Linked DNA regions of Mus musculus: all the other regions are linked to region 2. A link is a contact called in public promoter capture Hi-C data. All regions are on one chromosome and are shown on one strand. The core of a region is the stretch at or near the end of the contact, and the rest is flanking DNA. Distances in the headings are between cores, read along the strand shown. Region 1 holds the start of Rpl34-ps1 (ribosomal protein L34, pseudogene 1). Region 2 holds the start of Atoh8 (atonal bHLH transcription factor 8). Region 3 holds the start of Fabp1 (fatty acid binding protein 1, liver).

Evidence for each region. Capture Hi-C pulls out chosen DNA fragments and counts their contacts.
Region 1: a contact with region 2 is called in a promoter capture Hi-C map of liver, with 4 times the contacts expected there. The contact joins the promoter of Rpl34-ps1 here to the promoter of Atoh8 in region 2. A contact is called at or near these places in 2 of 39 promoter capture datasets (embryonic stem cells and pre-B cells) and 1 of 9 other capture datasets (liver).
Region 3: a contact with region 2 is called in a promoter capture Hi-C map of liver, with 4 times the contacts expected there. The contact joins the promoter of Fabp1 here to the promoter of Atoh8 in region 2. A contact is called at or near these places in 4 of 39 promoter capture datasets (the C10 cell line, liver and pre-B cells) and 1 of 9 other capture datasets (liver).

The regions. Positions count from the first base shown.
Region 1 is chr6:71,123,192-71,125,891 of GRCm38.p6, reverse strand. It overlaps Rpl34-ps1 (ribosomal protein L34, pseudogene 1), which reads right to left and starts at 1,303. Exons shown (of 1, transcript NM_001199350.1): 1 at 891-1,303. The coding sequence starts at 1,282. The coding sequence ends at 929.
Region 2 is chr6:72,234,207-72,236,906 of GRCm38.p6, reverse strand. It overlaps Atoh8 (atonal bHLH transcription factor 8), which reads left to right and starts at 1,330. Exons shown (of 3, transcript NM_153778.3): 1 at 1,330-2,513. The coding sequence starts at 1,743.
Region 3 is chr6:71,198,589-71,201,288 of GRCm38.p6, reverse strand. Fabp1 (fatty acid binding protein 1, liver) reads right to left here and starts at 1,410. Exons shown (of 4, transcript NM_017399.5): 1 at 1,296-1,410. The coding sequence starts at 1,362.

The DNA.
Region 1 (2,700 bases), core at 54-2,553, 1.1 Mb after region 2:
GATTCTGGGAGATGATGGCTTTGAGTTCTGTGTGAAGTGTTCATTGAAGCTACTCTGGAGAGCCAGTGGGGTTCCCTTGGGTTTCCAGCCTCCTCCTAGTCTCCACTCCTCTTTGCCCCCCTTTTCTTTATCCCTGGTCCCCCTCACCTGTCTTTGCTTTGTGTGAGAACCTGGCTGTGCTTTCCTAGACGGCCCACCTCCTAATAGTCCCACCCTCTAAAGGCCAGGCATTGAAACACATGCATGTGTGGGGGCCTTGTAACAGGTGCAGTGTCAAGATTTAAAGCAGAGCTTGGCTGCTAGGCCACCTGTTGAGGGTCACTTCTCCCTCATCTCTTATCTTCCTATTGTCTCTGATCCAAGGCTCACTCCTCATCAGGGATCATGTTGCTTGTAAAACCGATTCAGCTTAAGTATCTCTGGTTCAGACCCCAGCAGCGTGTAAGCAACCCTGCAAGCAAAGGTGAGCACTCTCTGGCTCCCTTGGGGAAAAGAAGCCTTCCAAATCCACTGGAAAGCCTGGCAATAATTCTCCCAGCCAGCAGAGGGCAGCAGAACACATCCAAAGTCCTTGCTTTAAAGTAGGTGGGGCTGGCCAATCCAACCACACTCCTGTCATTGCTCATGGGCAAACCACCTGTCTGACTTTATTTTCTGAAGTCTGGGGACCCTGAAGGTTTGAGGGTTGAACTTAGTACCTTGCACATGCTAGGCAGGTGCTCTACTACTGAGTCATATCTAGGCTTGTCCCAGAGGACAACCTCAGGTGCTGTTCAGCAGGCTCTGCCCTGTTTTATTTTATTTTTTTTAGACAGGCTCTTTCATTGTTCTGGAGCTTTCTTTTTTTTTTTTTTTTTTTTTTTTTTTTTTTTTTTTTTTTTTTTTTTAGATCAAGTCTTGATTTTTATTACTTAAAAAATGTGCATATCTATTTTGCTTTCTGACTCTGTGCTTGTGCCTTCAACACTTTCACAACGATTTTCTGCTCCTCAATAAGGAAAGCCCGCTTGATCCTGTCACGGACACACTTGGCACACATGGAGCCGCCATAGGCCCTGCTGACGTGCTTCTGTGTCTTAGACAGTCTCATAAGGACTTTGGGCCGCACAGCACGAACCCCTCGAAGTCTGCCTGGGCACACGCCACATGCGGATTTAGGTGCTTTCCCAACCTTCTTGGTGTAGAGGTAAACAATCCTGTTGCCAGGGGTTCGAGACAGCCTAGTTTTGTTAGAGGCTGTGTTGTAGGAAAGCCTACGGCGGTATGTCAAACGCTGGACCATCCTGAGTGCCTCTGAGCACCGTCCCCGGAAGAGTTCTGGAGCTTTCTAAGCAGCAAAGCTGGTTAGTCAGCAAGTCCTGGATTCCATAAAAAATAACTTAAAAATTTAAAAAAATGTATTGCATCTTATTATTGGTGCCTCTCTCTCTCCTTTTAAAAGTTCACATATGCCTCGTGTGTGTGTGTGTGTGTGTGTGTGTGTGTGTGTGCCCTCGCGTGCGTCCGTCTGTCTGTCTGTCTGTCTGTCTGTCTGTGATTTCTGAGAGAGCAATAGTAGCTGGAGATGGGGAGACCCAGTAAGCAAGCCCATGTCTGTGCAAAGGCCAGAGGAGGAGTCAGGTGTCCCATTCTGTGACTCTCCATCATATTCCCTTGAGGCAGCATCTCTCATTGAACCTGGAGCTAGGCTAGCAGGGAGCAAGCCACAACCATCAATCACCTGTCTCCACCACCAGAGAGCTGGTGTAAAACTTCTTACTGACACGCTTCCGTACTGCTTCAACTAGGAAAAGCAGACGTAAACACAGAATCAAGAAAGTCAAAATAACCTTGTCACTGTGTAACACGCATGTGCTGGTACCAAGACTGTGGTGGACTCCAGCAGTGTCCTCCCGGCACATGATCATTGTGGGTGTCTATTGATAAGCTTTTCTTCCATTTGTGCTGCAGGAACACCCTAGTCACAGCAGCTGGGAGGTCATTTCCCTTCTCTCAGAGCCAGCTTAGCCCAGTGCCTCAGCCTCCTGTGTGACAGAGTTTCTGGCTGGTGATTGTGGATTCAGATATAAATGCAGACACTGAAATTATGCAGTGACTTGATTTTTAAGTCATTCAGATGGATCTAGAAAATTATTTGAAAAAAATAGTGTACAAACTCACACACATGAAATGCATTGCTGCTGGAGAAGTGTGTGTGTGTGTGGTGTGGTGTGTGGTGTGTGTGTGTGTGTGTTTAGGCCAGAGAACAACCTCCTGTGTTGTTCCTCAGGTGCTGTCATTTTTTATTTATTTATTTTTTTTGACACAGTATCTCATTGACCTGGAGCTGGTTGGTCAGCAAGTCCTAGATTCCTGGATTCCCTTTTGAGAAATCTCTCTCTCAGTCCTTACTTCTTATAGGTGAGCAAGTTGAGTCTCAGACAGGACCTCTGCCTTAGCCTTAGTACACAGATCATCAGGGTGGGGCAAATGAGATCCAGTGTGCACAGCCATTTCTCCTGATAAGACCCTCAGTCAGTCAGAACAGACTTGGTTCTGGAGAAGGAGCCTGGGTATGGATTCTTGAGGGAACAGTCATGGTAGTGTGGGGACTTCCCTGGAGGTATCTAGTCACCAGCTTCCAAATCTGAGGAAATGAGAGAGTACTGGTGTGCACAGCCCCTGGGAAAAGCCGACGACCCTACCACTCTACATTCAGAT
Region 2 (2,700 bases), core at 81-2,580:
TTCCCTTCTTTTGGAAGACATTAGAAAAGGGCTGGGGTTCAGCTTTCGTGGAGCCCGTTGTTAGGAATGGCATCCACTCACGTGGAGGCATCTAACACACTAACTGCCACGGGCAACACAGCTTGTGACTCTGCCCAACTCTAGCTAAGCCCCGAGTTATAGTTTCACTACACCAGTGTGTCAAGGGTCACCATTCAAATGCCATATACGATCTCCTTTCATCCTTTTAATGACACTTGCCTCAAAGGAGACCATTGGAGGAAGGCTCGGTGAAGAGAGCAACTCTACGTGGCAGCACAGGGGAAGGTGTGTGCAGAGGGTCCCGAGAGGGCCTCCCCGTCAGCCTCTTCTTTCTAGTAGGATTTCCAGTGGAATAGGGGCCTGGGGGTCTGGAGAGTGAACTCTACCTCTGGGGCCAATTGGCATCAGGCTCTGTGCTCAATCAATTGTTATCATTCCCAGGAGGAAGGTGTGGTTGTGACCCCTATCCTGGGCATAAGGAGCCAGAGGTGCCGAGGGACAGCACGACGAATGCCAAGGTCGCTCAGTAAATGGCAACCTTGAGCTCTGGACCTAAGAATTCTGTCTGCTTGAGGAGCTGTCCTGCCCTGGCTGATAACATTAGCGCAGCTACTGATGACCTGGCACCTCCTGTGTGGCGGCTTTCACAGCCAGGCTGTGACAAGCATGGGTGTTCTCCAGATTCCTCATTTCATAGATGAGTAAATCTGGGTTTAGCAGGGCGCTTCGGGTAAGATGACTTAAGATCTTCACCGACGTTACATCTGCTAAACCAGACATTTGCATCTCTCAGTTTCCCAATGTCCGGTGTTCTGTTCCTAAGGCCTCTGCCCCAGCAAATAGGGGCAAGAAGGGAGAAGGCCTTCTTGCAGTTGGATGACAATGACCAGCCACTCTGGGGTTCTTCTCTCCCACTTATCTTTCCCTCCCAGAAGCTCTGGGATTTCTCCCTCTGTTGGACAGTTCGGGTGGGAGGTAGAAGGGAAGGTTCTGGATGGGAAAGGTCGGCGCTGCGTCACCCCCACCCCCACCCCAGGCCAACAAGGCTGGGCAATGAAGGGCCACAGCGATTAGCAGCCACGTGCTCGGGACTGTAGTGGACAGTGCGGACTGTTTTTGGAGAGAGAAGGCGCGCCCCCAACTTGGGTAGGGGGCAGAGAGGGCGAGCAGGAGGAGGCAGGTTCCGGCACAAGGCATGAGGGGTGGGGGGAGGCCGAGAGCACGCGGACAAAGGAGGCGGCCCTCAGCCCAGCTGTTTTGAAAAATGCTTCCTGTTTCTTTAAAGGCGCTCGCTGCTCGGGCGGCCTGGGCTCGGGAGGCGGCAGCGGCGGCGGCGGGAGCTGCCTCCTCTCCGGGCGGGCGGCGCTGAGTGATCTTGCGAACTGGGCTTCTGTGTAAACTGAGGCTAAACAAACACAGATGGAGCGCAGCGGGCGTTCTGCAGAAATGCTGGCAGGGCGGCAGCGACTTCAGATGACACTCTGAGCTCTCCCGGGGAACCGGCAGCCTCCAAGGCTTCACGGAGCCGGAGGCGCAGCTGCCCCGGGAGTGGGGGTGCGAGGGAGGGACCCGGGGAGGGAGGGTAGGAGGAGAGAGCGCGGCGACAAGGCGGCGCTCAGCGCGGCGGCCACCCGGCACAGCCAGGCGCGCGGCGTGCAGAGTGATCGCTGCGGGCGCGCGTCCCGGGCAGTCCCACGCCCCAGCCTCACGCCGTCCTCGCCATGAAGCACATCCCGGTCCTCGAGGACGGGCCGTGGAAGACTGTGTGCGTTAAAGAACTGAACGGCCTCAAGAAGCTCAAGCGGAAAGGCAAGGAGCCGGTGCGGCGCGCGAATGGCTATAAAACTTTCCGATTGGACTTGGAAGCTCCCGAGCTCGGCGCCACAGTCAGCACCACCGCCGCCACCAACGGGCTTCGGGACAGGACACAACCGTTCCCGATCGCGACCCCAGTACCAGCCTCAGTGGCGCCGGCGGTTCCTCCAGGTGGAGGCACAGACACAGCCAGGGAATTCCGGGGCATCAGAGCGCCTGAGGTCTCTGACGCGCGCAAACGCGGTTTCGCTCTGGGCACAGTGGGACCGGGACTACCCACGCCACCGCCGCCTCCCGCATCTCAGAGCTTGGCACCCGGGGATCCCGAGGCGCACTCCTTCCGCGAGCAGGCTCTGCGTCCCCGCATCTTGCTGTGCGCCCCTCCCGCGCGTCCCACACAATCCGCGCCTCTCGCACCCCCAGCGGCGCCACAAGAGTCCCCCGTGCGCCCTGCGCCCCCCACGCGCCCGGGGGAAAGTTCCTACTCGTCAATTTCACACGTAATTTACAATAACCACCCGGATTCTTCCGCGTCGCCTAGGAAACGGCCAGGCGAAGCGACCGCCGCCTCAACGGAGATCAAAGCCCTGCAGCAGACCCGGAGGCTTCTGGCCAACGCCAGGGAGCGGACGCGGGTGCACACCATCAGCGCAGCCTTCGAGGCGCTGAGGAAGCAGGTACTCACTAACCGCCGCGGGGTTAGAGTGGCAGAAGTGGGTGGGTGGGTGGTCCCAGGGTCGGAGTTAGGATAAAAGGAATCCCACAAAGCAGGCAGATTAGAGTTATCATTGTTGCAACTTTTTAGTTTGTAAAGTGGGCGAAATCTAGGGATCTCTGGCCTAGACACGCCCCTGTTCCCCAGGA
Region 3 (2,700 bases), core at 161-2,660, 1.0 Mb after region 2:
TAGGCAAACACTCTACCAACCGAGCCACATTCTCAGCCCAGCGATTCATTTGTTGTAAAGACCCTTCCCTCTGTGGCTCCCTGCTTCTTACTCATCCTCCCCTCCACCCCCCACAGATCCCTCCTTCTTTAGTGGCCTGGCTCTTAGAGTGGGAACACTTCATCCTCCAGAATGTTTAGCTTCCAAATCCAATTACCTTTGAAGTGATATGGGAGCTACAGATAATTAGGCCATGCACAAAGTAGGACCATGCCTGGCAAACTTGCTGTGGCCTCTGGAGTCAAGGCTCTTGGGGGTAATGTACAAAAATCCTTTACCCTAGAATAGGGCTTTTCAGATTTCAGAACAAATCTGTGCTTTTACATGAACAGGAGTTCACAAGAACCGGGGAGTTCACAGTGACAGTGGAGGGTCCCTTGCAAAACTAAGGGATCCTCACATTCATGATCTTTGACTTGTCTGCAAAAGAAGCTCTGAGTCCTAGGATGACCCGAGAGTCCTTTCCCCACTCTTGCTGTTCCTCATCTTTTCCATGTTGGTAACCCCCTTTGTTCCACTTCCCCCTCTGCCCACAGGCCTCTTTCTTCCTGTTATATACTCTTCTCTCCCTGGTTCCAGGCTCAGCTTTCATCATCACAGTCTCCCCCGTACCTGAGTACCCTGGGAGACATAGGGTGTTTAAATAGGGTCTCTGGGACCCAGCACCTGCTTCTAACTCCAACACAAACACTCTCTAAACTGTGAGCCTCATCACAGCTACCTCACCTACCCCAGTCGCCTCAACTGTAAAATGGGAAAACAGCTCAGTTTTATGGTGAGTATTTACTGTGGGCATTGCATGGCAATGCCTGGTATAGAGTCATACATATTAGGAGACACTTCATTCCATTTATCTCCAAATAACTGGTCAAGATTGTAGCTTTGTCTCTGAACATTGGTCAGGATTGTAGCCTATCACACTCTGTCTCTCTGGTATATGTACAAGCATGGGGTTGGCGTATGGTTGGCCTTGAATCAATGTTTGCTAGAAAGTGAGTGAAGGAACAAGGTCTTAGAATAAAGTGCCATGAGACACACACTTCGAACCAGTTCATCTTCCAATGTAGGGTTGTTTCCACTTCCCTGGAGTAGCTTTGTCCAGTGGGGAGCAGTAAAAGTAACAAGAGAGCAGGAGAGTCACTGGAGAACTCCTCAATTCGGTATAGCCTGGACCCCTCCTTCCACCTCAACACCAGACCTGGACTATCTGTTGATAGTAGGGCTAGCCCCTCGTTGCTGTCATAATCACCACTCACCTATTGCCTTCATGAATGGCTCAAAGTTCTCCTGGCTCTGCAATTGGTACTTGCCGGAGAAGTTCATGGTGGCAACGAGGCTTCCTTTCCACAGCTGACCACAACAGCTCTGCCTGCCAGGTCACCCACTGTTGCCTATTTTATAAGGGGATTCTTCCTCCTCAGATATAGGCCATAGGTCAGTGATTGTCGATTTATTTATGGCCAGGCTCAAACATTAACTCCTGAGAGCAATGGTCAACGATAAAAATCAGAGTGGGCAAGGCAGAGGTTTGTTCTAATTCAGCAAACATTAGTGAGTCCAACCAAGGGCAAAGCTCTCTGTAAATGTTGCCTTTATGGTGACTTAACCCTACTCATGAAATAAGTGTGCATGGTTGAAATGTATGTTGACAAATGTATGTATGTGCAACATACATACATTTAGAAATAATTTAGAAACATGTGAATCACATCTCCAGCAATGCACATATGCATATATACCTAAGTGCACATATGTATGTGTTTGTACATGTGTACACTTGTATGTATGCATATATTTATATACATGTCACTACATATCCATATGTACATACATAAACACACATACGTGTGTGTGTGTGTGTGTGTGTGTGTGTGTGTGTGTGCGCGCGCATTACATGGGGAGAAATACCTTTGAACTCAAAACCTTTTTCATATAACCTTATGTTTATTTCTCATTTTTTATTATTATACAAACATAATTTTACATACATTTTATCAGTCCTTAAAGCTGTTTTGTATTTTGAGAATTCTTCTTCAATGATTCCAAGCAAGCCTCAATCCAGGCAAGTCTCAGTCCAGGCAAGCCTTAGTCCAGACAAGCCTCCCCTTTGAAGGCATCTACTGTCAGCAGGTGTAAGCTCTTTAACTAAAGCAGCAGTCTGAAAACTTAGATTATTTTATCTGCTAGAGACAAGTCCAGCCAAGAAAGATGGCATTACCTGCTGACTTTGTCCCATCCCTGCCTCACAACTAAGAACAGGGCACTAAGATGGTACACGGGCATTCAGCCTGACTAGAAGTGGCCTTGGGGAAGAGGCCTAAGGATGCTTCCAAAGATCTCTGATGTTCTTGTTTGTCATGGGGGAATTGTCACCCAGAGCATCTTCATCTCCCCATTCCAGCATCCTAGGCAGTTCTCAGCAAGTGCCACTTCACAGCCTATTTCTCTTCTGTTTAGACTTTAGCATCAGCCTCATTACTCACAGCCATCGGCCCTCCATCCTCTAGTCTTTTCTGCCCCGAGGCTACATAGACTTATAAATCTGAGGCTGGGGTATGCCATGCCTCAGTTTTGAACCCATGGTCCCTATTGCTCTAGCAGTGACAGGCCCCGGATAGCGTGGAAGGTCTGTGTCTACTGTCCTGACTGTGATGACTGCTC